3 separate regions of the Sus scrofa genome follow, and regions 2 and 3 are each linked to region 1. A link is a contact called in public Hi-C and targeted proximity ligation data. All regions are on one chromosome and are shown on one strand. The core of a region is the stretch at or near the end of the contact, and the rest is flanking DNA. Distances in the headings are between cores, read along the strand shown. Region 1 has its middle 20 kb from the start of ZNF706. Region 2 overlaps PABPC1 (polyadenylate-binding protein 1). Region 3 has its middle 57 kb from the start of PABPC1.

Evidence for each region. A called contact is a pair of places that touch in the nucleus more often than the background predicts.
Region 2: a targeted proximity ligation map of alveolar macrophages shows a contact between it and region 1. A contact is called at or near these places in 1 of 47 Hi-C or Micro-C datasets (embryonic fibroblasts) and 1 of 2 datasets of targeted methods (alveolar macrophages).
Region 3: a contact with region 1 is called in a Hi-C map of mesenteric adipose tissue, with 2.7 times the contacts expected there. A contact is called at or near these places in 14 of 47 Hi-C or Micro-C datasets (alveolar macrophages, embryonic fibroblasts, fetal heart ventricle and 8 more) and 1 of 2 datasets of targeted methods (alveolar macrophages).

What each region holds. Positions count from the first base shown.
Region 1 is chr4:35,746,328-35,750,079 of Sscrofa11.1, forward strand. No RefSeq gene overlaps it. Among named protein-coding and RNA genes, the nearest start is that of ZNF706, 20 kb to the right of the region's middle.
Region 2 is chr4:36,206,837-36,210,588 of Sscrofa11.1, forward strand. It overlaps PABPC1 (polyadenylate-binding protein 1), which reads left to right. Exons shown (of 16, transcript XM_001927747.4): 2 at 1,212-3,026. The coding sequence starts at 2,834. Among named protein-coding and RNA genes, the nearest start is that of PABPC1, 71 kb to the left of the region's middle.
Region 3 is chr4:36,078,812-36,082,563 of Sscrofa11.1, forward strand. No RefSeq gene overlaps it. Among named protein-coding and RNA genes, the nearest start is that of PABPC1, 57 kb to the right of the region's middle.

The sequences.
Region 1 (3,752 bases), core at 529-3,028:
TACTGCCCCCTGCTGAATTTGTTGATAGCATCTATCATTACCGACAATCATGTATGTTTACTTACAGGGAGTGGTGGTCTGCCCCTCCCTCCCCCTTAGTATGTAAGCAGCCTATAACCAGGAGCTCTGTTTGGTGTTAACCAATGCTGGGCACCTGGTAGGTGTTCAATGAGTGAATGAATGAATGAAAGTGGTATTTATTACTGAGCATGGCCCCTCTGTAATAACGGAAGCAAACCTTTTTTTTTTTTTGGTCTTTTTAGGGCTGCACCCAAAGCATATGGAGGTTCCCAGGTTAGGAGTCAAATCAGAGCTATAGCGGCTGAACTATGCCACAGCCACAGCAATGCCAGAGCCACATCTGTGACCTACACCACAGCTCACAGCAACTCTGGATCCTTAGCCCACTGAGTGAGGCCAGGGATCGAGAATCTTCGTCCTCATGGTTATTAGTCAGATTCTTTTCCGATGAGCCACGAAGGGAACTCACAGAAGCAAACTTTTTAATCCAGTCTTTTGCCTCCACATTTATGCAAAAATTTTAAAAATTGTTCTTTTGTGAACTACACAAAGGTCATAAAATACTTTGACATTTTTAGATGAAATGAGTGAAAGAAAGACCCTTCTTATCCCATGAGCTTACTTTGCAGCAAAAAGAAGGTGAGTAACATAGATAGCTTCAGATATGAAATGCTGGCCATGTAATCTACTTTGATTTGTTCGGTGGAGTACTTAGAGATCTAACCAAGGAATAGTTATAGTACATATAAAAATGGAAGTGTCTTGGAGCTCCCTTGGTGGTGCAGTGCTTAACGAATCTGACTAGAAACCATGAGGTTGCGGGTTCGACCCCTGGCCTTGCTCAGTGGGTTAAGGACCCGGTGTTGCTGTGAGCTGTGGTCTAGTTCACAGACGCAGGCTCAGATCCTGCATTGCTGTGACTGTGGTGTAGGCCGGCGGCTAAGGCTCCAATTCAACCCCTAGCCTGGGAACCTCCATATGCCACAGGATTGGTCCTAGATTTACATGCCTTTGCAAATTCTTCCACAAAAGCATTTTTAATGAACAGGGTTATTTTGCTGGATGGGTATCCTTACTGCTGGGCATATAAGTTAATAATAAGTGTTTGCTTGTTTATTTGTTTTTTAGGGCCACACCCATGGCACATGGAAGTTCCCAGGCTAGGGGTCGAATCTGAGCTGCAGCTGCTGGCCTACACCACAGCCATAGCAATGCCAGATCCTTAACCCACTGAGCGAGGCCAGGGATCAAACCCAGTCCTCATGAATATTAGGTTCATTACCGCTGAGCCGCAACGGGAACTCAAAGCATAAGTTTTTATTATTTTAAGCACTGCTGGTTCTAAAAATATTTGTGTTAATAGTTACATCTTTATGCTAAATAATTACTTTGGTGGATTAAATTCCTTATCAATAAGTTTTATAATTGAAGGATATAATTATTGTCAAGGCTTTTGATAGCTTTCCCAGACACCCTATTTCCCTGTTCTTGATCTGTGAAACTGAATACACCCTTAACTCCATCCTAGAATTGGGGTCCTGTCTTGCGCCTCTCCCAGGGGGTGGGAACTTGCCCCTCCTATGTAAGCCTCCCAGGGGTCCACTTCTTGTCTGCTTTTACCTGTCATGGCTAGAGGTGTGTAAGGTAGCCCTGTCTGCTTCTCTGTCTGTCATTACCTGCCCACTATGCTGACCCCTGGGGCAGGCCATTTTTCTGAACCATATTAGACATTGCCCAGGGTCACCCTGGGCCCTTGGCAAGTGTCCAGAGTCAGGCCACCCTTCTCTACTACCTTTTTGTGTGTGACGATTACTATAGTGTCCTGGCTCTTGGGGTATATTTCTGATCCTCTCTGCTGTTTACACAATACTGCTTCCTTGGTTAAGTTCTCTGAAATGTAATTCTCAAGTATAATGTTCCTTTCATAAAACACGATCTTCTTTATAATGATCAACTAGGGGCCTGAGTTCTAGGATGCCTTGTGGAAAAGCTGCATGGCAGCTACTAACAACCCATTTAAAGACTGGCAACACAAATTATCCTAATCACAAAAAGAATGATATTTAATCTAGTTTGTAAATATTTGACTGTGGTAAAATAGGTATAACATGAAGTTTACCATTTTAATCACTTTTAAGTGTATAATTCAGTGGCCTTAAGTAGAGTCAAAATGTTGTGTAACCATGACTGCTATCTTTTTCCAAAACTCTTTCATCACTCCAAATAGAAACTCTGTAAACATTAAGCAATAACTTCCCATTCCCCTCTCCTAGCCATGGTAACTGCTACTTTCTGTTTCCATGAATTTGTCTGTTCTTGATATTGGATATAAGTGGAATCATATGCTACTTGTCTTTTTGTGTCTGGCTCCTTTCACTTAGCATAATGTTTTCAAGGTTCATCCATGTTGTAGCAGGTATCAGAATTTCATTTTTTATGGCTGAATACTATTTTATCATGTATGTGCCATGGGGTTTTTGTTTTTGTTTTATTTTTGGGGTTTTTTTTTTTTTTTTTTTTTTTTTGCCTTTTCTTGGGCCCCTCCTGTGGCATACGGAGGTTCCCAGGCTAGGCGTCTAGTCGGAGCTGTAGCCACTGGCCTACACCACAGCCACAGCAACACGGTATCTGAGCCGCATCTGCGACCTACACCACAGCTCACGGCAATGCCAGATCCTCAACCCACCGAGCAAGGGCAGGGATCGAACCCGCAACCTCATGGTTCCTAGTCGGATTCGTTAACCACTGTGCCACGACGGGAACTCCTGTGCCACAGTTTTTATCCATTTACCTGTTGGTGTACACTTAGGTTGTTTCCACAGTTTGGCTAATGTGAATAATGCTGCTATTATTAAATGCCTAGCATCTCTAATAACCCTAATTATAAAGGAATGGTATTTAATCTGTTCTTATGATTCACCTTTGTTACTAACATTTCCAATTTCTCATAAATATATATAGATATGAAAGTCACTAGCCACATTCTCTTTCAATAATCAGTGCTTTAAACAGTATACCAAAGCAGCCTAATTTGTATTTTAACCTTAGTCCAGGATTTATTTGAGGAAGTTTACAAAATACAAAAGGAGCAAAATAGATTTTTTTAAAAAAGGAAGATTTAGAGAAAAACAAGGATGGCATTGTAAAATGAAGCCTGGGCAATATACACCAAAAATGTAGAATATACCAAAAATTATTGCACAGTAGGTATGTCATAATTTCTAAGCTTCCTAGTGACCAAGAAAGAATCAGTCAGAAGAGTCATAGGGTTTAAAAGATAAGAAACAAACAAAAAAGGACCAGTTGCTCAGAAGAAAAAGGCCAAATGTTTCCAGGATTGAATTACAAGATAAGTGAGGAGAACTATTTAATACAATAGATTGTATCTTCAGTAACTTGCTTATAGTAAACACGAACTGAGTTTCATAAGGCTGTTTCTTATAGTGCTGCTCAAAGGAAGCTAAAGGTATAACATAGAGTGGAACTCAAAAAAAAATTATAAGAGGGGAAAAATATGTCCAAACATTCAACTCTCTGCCTCAGGAATGCGATTTGGATTTTAACAAATCCGTATGGAATGAATGCATTATATACTCAAGTAATTATTTCTTAATCATGATTTATTTTTTGCCTTTTTGGGGGTGGAACACACCCACAGCATACGGAAGTTTACAGGCTAGGGGTTGAATTGGAGCTACAGCTGCCGGCCTACACCACAATCACAGCAACAC
Region 2 (3,752 bases), core at 450-2,949, 460 kb after region 1:
GTTAAGCCCGTTCTAGTGACTGAAGTTCCCAAACCCACTGTGAAGAGTGCTTGCCAAACTCTTGTCCTCTGACAAAATTTCTAGACCCCAAGAAGACTTTTTTTTTTTAACCTTTGTTATTTACAATGTTTAGTGAGGTCCACCAGAAACTTCTCCCTCGTCTTTCTCTACCAGAGGAATATGTTGAAGCTCCTGGATAGATGATCTGAGTGATTATGAATGGGTTTTGGTAATTTTCACCCTTGGTGTAACCTAATTTGCAAGTTGTTGGGGGATGCTCTCCCTTCACCCTGCTTTTAATGAGTGCACCTCTTCTTTTATCCCTGTTTGGTGTTTCATATTGTCTCTGTTCAGTAATTTAAGGAAAATACTAAATAAAAGGAAATTATGTTTTCTTTGAAGTACAATAATGGCATTTCCATCATTCTTTTTAAGAAAACTAATTTAGTATCTAATAGAAAATTGTCAGAGCCAGATAAAACGCTAGGCTTGGCTGTTAATTGTACTGACTAATGCTGATATTTATATGATTACCAGAGAGCTCATTAGAAGCTTCTTGAAGACAAGTATTTGTGTCTTTCATCTGTTTTCCTTCCCTACAGATACACTTGCTAAGTATTCAATAAATATATGGACGGCTGTTAACCACAGAGTTCTAATAGATTGAATGGTGATTTATCATTAGTAGTAGATATGTCTTCTTAATGCATAGTCCTCAGTTTTGCTCTTTTGCATACTAAGGCACATAAAGCAACGTATTTTCCAAAATATTATACTCTTCCTACCAGTTGGGGACAGACTAGCACTTATGGGGGATTCTGCAAGTTTACATTTTAATTAAATGAGAATAAAGTACCCAGTCCACACCTGGCAATGTATCTGGCATGCATTGAAGAATGAATTGGGCATTTAACTTGAGACCATTCCTTTAACAGTAAAATAATTACTCCTTGCTCCACCTCCCACACAATATTGCTGTAGGGAACAAATGATAGGATGTTTTTGCAAGTGCTTTAAAATCTGTAAAGTGCATTACTATTTTAAAGTGGGATCTGTATGTTGACTTAACATCATTCCTATTAACTAGTATTTTTTATGGCTATCAACTCATTACGTTTAGCATTCCTATTAAAGCCCATAACTAACTACGAAATTGTTTTAAACATTTTTAATACTGCGTTTTGACTAGTACTAATTTTGCTTGGTTGCAGGTCTGTGCTGTCACGCATGACTGATGTTCATACTTTAAAGAAAAACATTAATTTTTCTCGAGACCTTTTTTCTACCTCAAAGAAATTTCTGGCAGAAACGGCACGTATCAGTGATTCCAGTCTACCACCTAAGTGAATAGTGATCACGATGCCTTAAAAAGGCAAGTGGACAAAGCCCCCAAAATAGTTTCCCCAAATTAAAATCACTTCGACCAACGACAGCTCCTTCGGGCAGAACGAGGAGAGTCTAGGGCTCGGAAGCGAGAGGATCTGGAGTCTGAGGGCCCCTCCCCTCTCTCCTCCTCTACTGGAAGCACCGCGGGGCCGCCACTGGGGCCCAGGGACCGGACGGTTGGAGGTCCCCGAGCTGGCAGCCAGGACCCGCGGCCAGTTGGGGTCAGCGAGCGCTGCGGCCGTTGGGGACTTCAGCTCCCAGCAAGCACCGCTTCTGCGGTCGAGGCGCGCGGCGGCACTGCCCGCTGGGACTCGTAGTGCGGTCCGGTAGGAGAACGGAGGAGCCAGCCCTGGCTCCTTTCCCCCACGTTTGGGAAACCGGGCCTGGAAGGGATCACGCCCATCCACTCGTGCCCGGCATCCCTTGGGGGCGTGGGCGAATGGAACAGGGTTGGCTGCGGCGGGAAGAGGCCCGGGTGGCCGTGCACGTGGGGGGTAGTTAGCGCCCGGGAACCCGGAAGCCCCGCGTGCCGCCCACAGCCGCGGTGACGGGTTAACGCTTCTCCCGGGTGGAGGTGGGGCGGGGTGTGTGGGAGGAGGGGCCGTCCCACCCACCTCCTCCAAGTGCAGCCCGCGAGCCGGCCCTCCCCTCCCCCACAGGCGCTACGCAGCACAGGCTCCGCCTCCCCCGGCCGCGGCGCGTGCGCAGAAGCCCCGCCCCTCCGCCCCAGCCCCACCCCCACGCCCGCAGCAGCCACCGCCGCCACCTCTCCCTTCCTCTCGGCTCTTTCCTCCTCCTTTTTTTCTTTTCCCTCCTCCTCCTTGCCCCCTTTTCTCCTCCTCCTCCGGCGCTGACGTTCGCGTAGGGCCCTAGCGTCAGACGCGCGGGGGCGGGGCGAGTGCGGCGGGGGGTATAAGTAGAGGGTGCAGGAGGCGGTGCTTCCCCTTCTCCCCGGCGGTTAGTGCTGAGAGTGCGGAGTGTGTGCTCCGGGCTCGGAACACACATTTATTATTAAAAAAATCCAAAAAAAATCTAAAAAAATCTTTTAAAAAACCCAAAAAAAATTTACAAAAAATCCGCGTCTCCCCCGCCGGAGACTTTTATTTTTTTTTCTTCCTCTTTTATAAAATAACCCGGTGAAGCAGCCGAGACCGACCCGCCCGCCCGCGGCCCCGCAGCAGCTCCAAGAAGGAACCAAGAGACCGAGGCCTTCCCGCTGCCCGGACCCGACACCGCCACCCTCTCTCCCCTGCCGGCAGCCAGCAGCCAGCGGCAAGCGGATCGACTCCGTTCTGCGGCCGTTGAGTAGTTTTCGATTCCGGTTGATTTTTGTCCCTCTGCGCTTGCCCCCGCTCCCCTCCCCCCGGCTCCGGCCCCCCGGCCCCAGCACTCGCTCTCCTCTCACGGAAAGGTCGCGGCCTGTGGCCCTGCGGGCAGCCGTGCCAAGATGAACCCCAGCGCCCCCAGCTACCCCATGGCCTCGCTCTACGTGGGGGACCTACACCCCGACGTGACCGAGGCGATGCTCTACGAGAAGTTCAGCCCGGCCGGGCCCATCCTCTCCATCCGGGTCTGCAGGGACATGATCACCCGCCGCTCCTTGGGCTACGCGTATGTGAACTTCCAGCAGCCGGCGGACGGTGAGATGCGGGCCGGGCGGGCGAGCGGCCATGAGGCTCAGGCGGTGGTGGTGGCGGCGGCGGCGGGCGGGCTAGGCCGGCGGGCCCGGGGGGAGGGAGCGGGAGGGCATGTCACCCCCCCACACACAGGGCCAGTGGGGCGAGGTTCGGGCGCCGGGACCCCGGTTCCCCGTGTCCTCCGGGACCCGTGCCGCCAGTAGCCTCACGCCCCTCGCGTGCCTGGCACTTCCTCCTCTGCGACCATTTTCTCGGCCTCAGCGGCTCAAAGTTTAGGGTGATGACGCGCCGGGAGAGTGGGTGAGATTGGACTCTTCCAAGGCACTCCCGCCAGTAGCTGCGGGATTCTGGGGCGTCGAGCGTCGAGCCCCCTTCTCCGGCAATAGGTGGAGGCGCTCCTTCCACCCCAGGTTCTTGCCGGCGCCCCAGGACCGGGAGGAAGTGCCTTTCGGTGCTCGAAAAATACCACGTGTTGAACCCTGTAACCTCACAGGCCCGAGGCCTGTTCCTGCTACTGGCCCAGTCGCCTGGGGGAGCCACAGGGACTTAGAATAAAGTTAATTTGGGGATCTTGTGCTGGTCGTCAGGTTTCTGATTCCCGTTCTTAATAACTTGTCAGTGACTGATGGCTCTAGAAGTGTAAATTACCAGTGAGCCCAGCGTTGGGGGTTTTCCCCGAGATCAGGCACTTCTCACTGTAGCGTTAACAGGATGGGAGGAGGGGATATG
Region 3 (3,752 bases), core at 825-3,324, 330 kb after region 1:
TGCCCTCCCTGATGCTTTATTCTTTTTGTCCCTACTACCTGGTCTTGGCCGTGGATAGGTGTGTCATTTGATATGCTAATGTAGTAAATTCAGTGTATAATGAGACTCAGGGTCTGTTGGAGGTCAGATTCATCGCCATCTTGGTCCCAGTTGATTCCATCTGGGTTTTTTGGTTTGTTTGTAGCTTCCTTTCTTGTCTCTACATTTATGTTAAAGCTTTATGTTAACTCCTGCTAAATGAAGGGGTTGGCAAGTTGTGAGCAAAGACACTCCTGCTACAGGTGGGGGTTGACATTTTTAGCAAAGACCTGGAGGAGCTCTGGCAACATAAACTCTATGAAAATGTGTGCATGTGCAACTTTCTGGATGAGTATTCATACCGTTTGTTGCATCACTAAAAGTGCCTTGAACAGCCCCACCAACTGGAAAAGTATAGGAACTGCTGGTTTCAATAAAGCTCACAAGTCACTCCTGACCTTTCCTTCCTGCCCAGCTGCCTCCATTCCTGGCTTTCCTGTGCGAATTTGATGAGGGACTAGATTGGAACCACATGTTTCATGAATCGCCACCAACTTCTGGATTAAAGTGAGCTGAAGAGTTGTTTTGATTTTCAAATTTTTATTGAAGTATAGTTGATTTACAATGTTGTGTTAGTTTCAGGGATTTTATGAACCAAGTGAAATAAGAAATAGGCACACAAGTTAGGTGTTTAAGAAAAGGTAGGGGATTGGCAGTATCGTGAATGTCAGTGTCATGACCAATTCCCAATGTCCTGGCCAACCTACCCACAAGCTATTTACTCAACACCTAAAACGTACTGGTAATCACGGCTAAGGTGGGCTGCTAGCTTCCTATCCCTACGCCAACTCTCTGAGGTGAGCAGCATTATCCCCACTTTACAGATGAAGAAACTGACGCTTAGAGAGTTTAGGTAACTTGCCTGAGTTATAGAAGCATTTGAACTGCAGCCATTCTCACTTTGGCCACTAGCTCTTAACCACTATTGAGCAGTTGCTATGTACCAGGAGCTGTGCTAACGATGCTATGAGTATTAACCTACTGAGTCTTTACAACTAATCTATGAAATGAGTGCTGTTATTGTCCCCATTTACAGAAGCCCTGTTTCCAGCCACAAGGTCACAGAGCTAATACATCCTGGAGCTAAGATTTACCCCACACCACCTTACTCCAGAGTTCACACCCTTAACCCTCACACTGAAATGCTAGGCTTTAAGGAGCTGCTAAAGTCAGCCTCCAAATAACCATGGGAGGGGAGGGGGATGCATTCATCAATGATAACTTCTTATTGGAGTTCCCTTCATGGCTCAGCGGTTAACGAACCCAACTAGGATCCATGAGGATGAGGGTTCAATCCCTGGCCTCACTCAGTGGGTTAAGGATCGGGTGTGGCCATGAACTGTCATGTAGGTCACAGACGTGGCTCGGATCCCATGTTACTCTGGCTGTGGCGTAGGCTAGCAGCTGTAGTGGGAACTTCCATATGCCGTGGATGCGACCCTAAAAAAAAGAAAAAATGATGGCTTCTTCTTATTGGAGGCATCGAGCTATTTTTTTAAGATTCATCAGTGAAGAATAACTTCATTAGTCTTCTCACACTTTCATAATCACACTTTGGTTTCAACAGATGCTCATTGTATACCTGCCATGTAAAAGATTTGGGCGTAGGGCGTAGGGGTTGCAAAGTTGAAGAAGAGTGGTCCTCACCCAGTGGGAGTCCCTGGCTAGGCTGACCAGACGCGTCCATGTAAACCCACAGAAAGGAGACTGATGACAGGGCCTGATGACATGCTAGGGAGTGTGGAGAGCCTTCTCTGGCTTTTGCTGACTGTATGGTCCCTGGTCTGAGTGTGTGGGTGGGGGCAGGTGTGAAGTGAGAGTCAGAGTTTTAAGATGTGCCTGCAGGCAGGGGAGACATGCAGGGCTGAGATACCAGTCAGCCCGCTAGCTCATCTGCTGGTTCCAAACTGAAAGAAAAAGGAGGATTTGGTCTCCGCATCCATCTGGTCATACGCCCCAGGCAGCTCTTTGTTTCCGCTGCCCGATCTCCCTGTCCAAGCCTTCCCTGCCTAACACAGGGACGCATTTCAGGGTTGTGGGGTTCTGTGTGGTCACACAGGAACAGACCTTTCTCTCAACACTTCCAGCCTGGTGTTGGGGGCATGGAGCCCTTGAGATCCCCGCTGCCCATTTCCCAACTGATGATTAACTGTAGCTGACAGCCCAGCATTACATAAGAGGATTATGAAACTCTCTAACAGGGAGGTAGGTGATCTGTGGGTATAAATAGACAAAAACCTCATTACTGTGCTGCTTTAAGACTCAGAGACATCTAGTGGCAGAAAATTATATCTGCGGGGCTGGCACATCCTCTCCAAATAAGTGACTTTTTAAAAGTTGTGATTTGAGGAGTTCCTGTTGTGGCTCAGTGATTAGTAAACCCGACTAGCATCCATGAGGACATGGGTTTGATCCCTGGCAACACTCGGTGGGTTAAGGATCCGGCATTGCCATGAGCTGTGGTGTAGGTCGCAGATGCAGCTTGGATCCTGAGTTGCTGTGGTGTAGGTCAGCAGCTACAGCTCCAGTTAGACCCCTAGCCTGGGAACCTCCATAAGCTGCAGGTGTAGCCCCCCTCCCCCCAAAAAAAGTTGTGCTTTGTGAGGGTTTTGTACATACCCAAATTGGGATACTTTGGGTTAAATTACTTTGAAAGAGAAGAAACGTTATAGGTTTTTCATTTGTAAGAGTAGCATTGTCTTTTTTAAAAATATTATTTAAGTATAGTTAATTTACAATGTTTCAGTTGTATAGCAAAGTGATTTGGTTATACATATGCATATATACACACACATATATGTACACATGCACACATGCATATATTCTTTTTCAGATTCTTTTCCATTAGAGGTTATTACAAAATATTCAGTATATTTCCTTGTGCTATATAGTATGTCCTTGTCGTTTATCTATTTTATATATAATAATGTGTATCTGTTAATTGCAAATTCGTAATTTGTCCCTCCTGGCCCTTTCCCTCTTGGTAACCATGTTTGTTTTCTAAGTCTGTGAGTCTGTTTCTGTTTGATAAACAAGTCCATTTGTATCAAGTTTTTAAATTCTACCTATAAGCGATATCATATATTTGTCTCTGTCTGACCTTCTTCACTTAGTATGATAATCTCTACTTCCATTCATGTTCCAACTGGCATTATTTTGTTCTTTTTTATGGCTGAGTAATATTTCACTGTCTATATGTACCACATCTTCTTTATCCATTCATCTGTTGATCAACATTTAGGTTGATTCCAGGTCTTGGCTTCTGTATATAGTACTGCTAGCAACATTGAAGTGCATGTATCTTTTCAAATTAGGGTTTTTGCCTTTTCCAGGTATATGCCCAGGGGTAAAATGACTGGATCATTTAGTAGTCCTATTTTTAGATTTTAAGGAAGTCTCCAAACTGTTCTGCATAGTGGTTGTACCAATTCACATTCCCACCAACAGTGTAGGAGGGTTCCTTTTTCTCCACACCCTCTTCAGCATTTTCTGTTTGTAGACTTTTTGATGTAGCCATTCTGATTGGTGTGAGTTGGTACCTCTTTGTAGTTTCGATATGCACTTCTCTAATAATTAGTGCCGTTGAGCATCTTCAGTAATATATTACCTTTAACTAAAAGTACCGCAAGAAGGAGTTCCTGTTGTGGCTCAGTGGGTTAAGTATCTGACGTTTG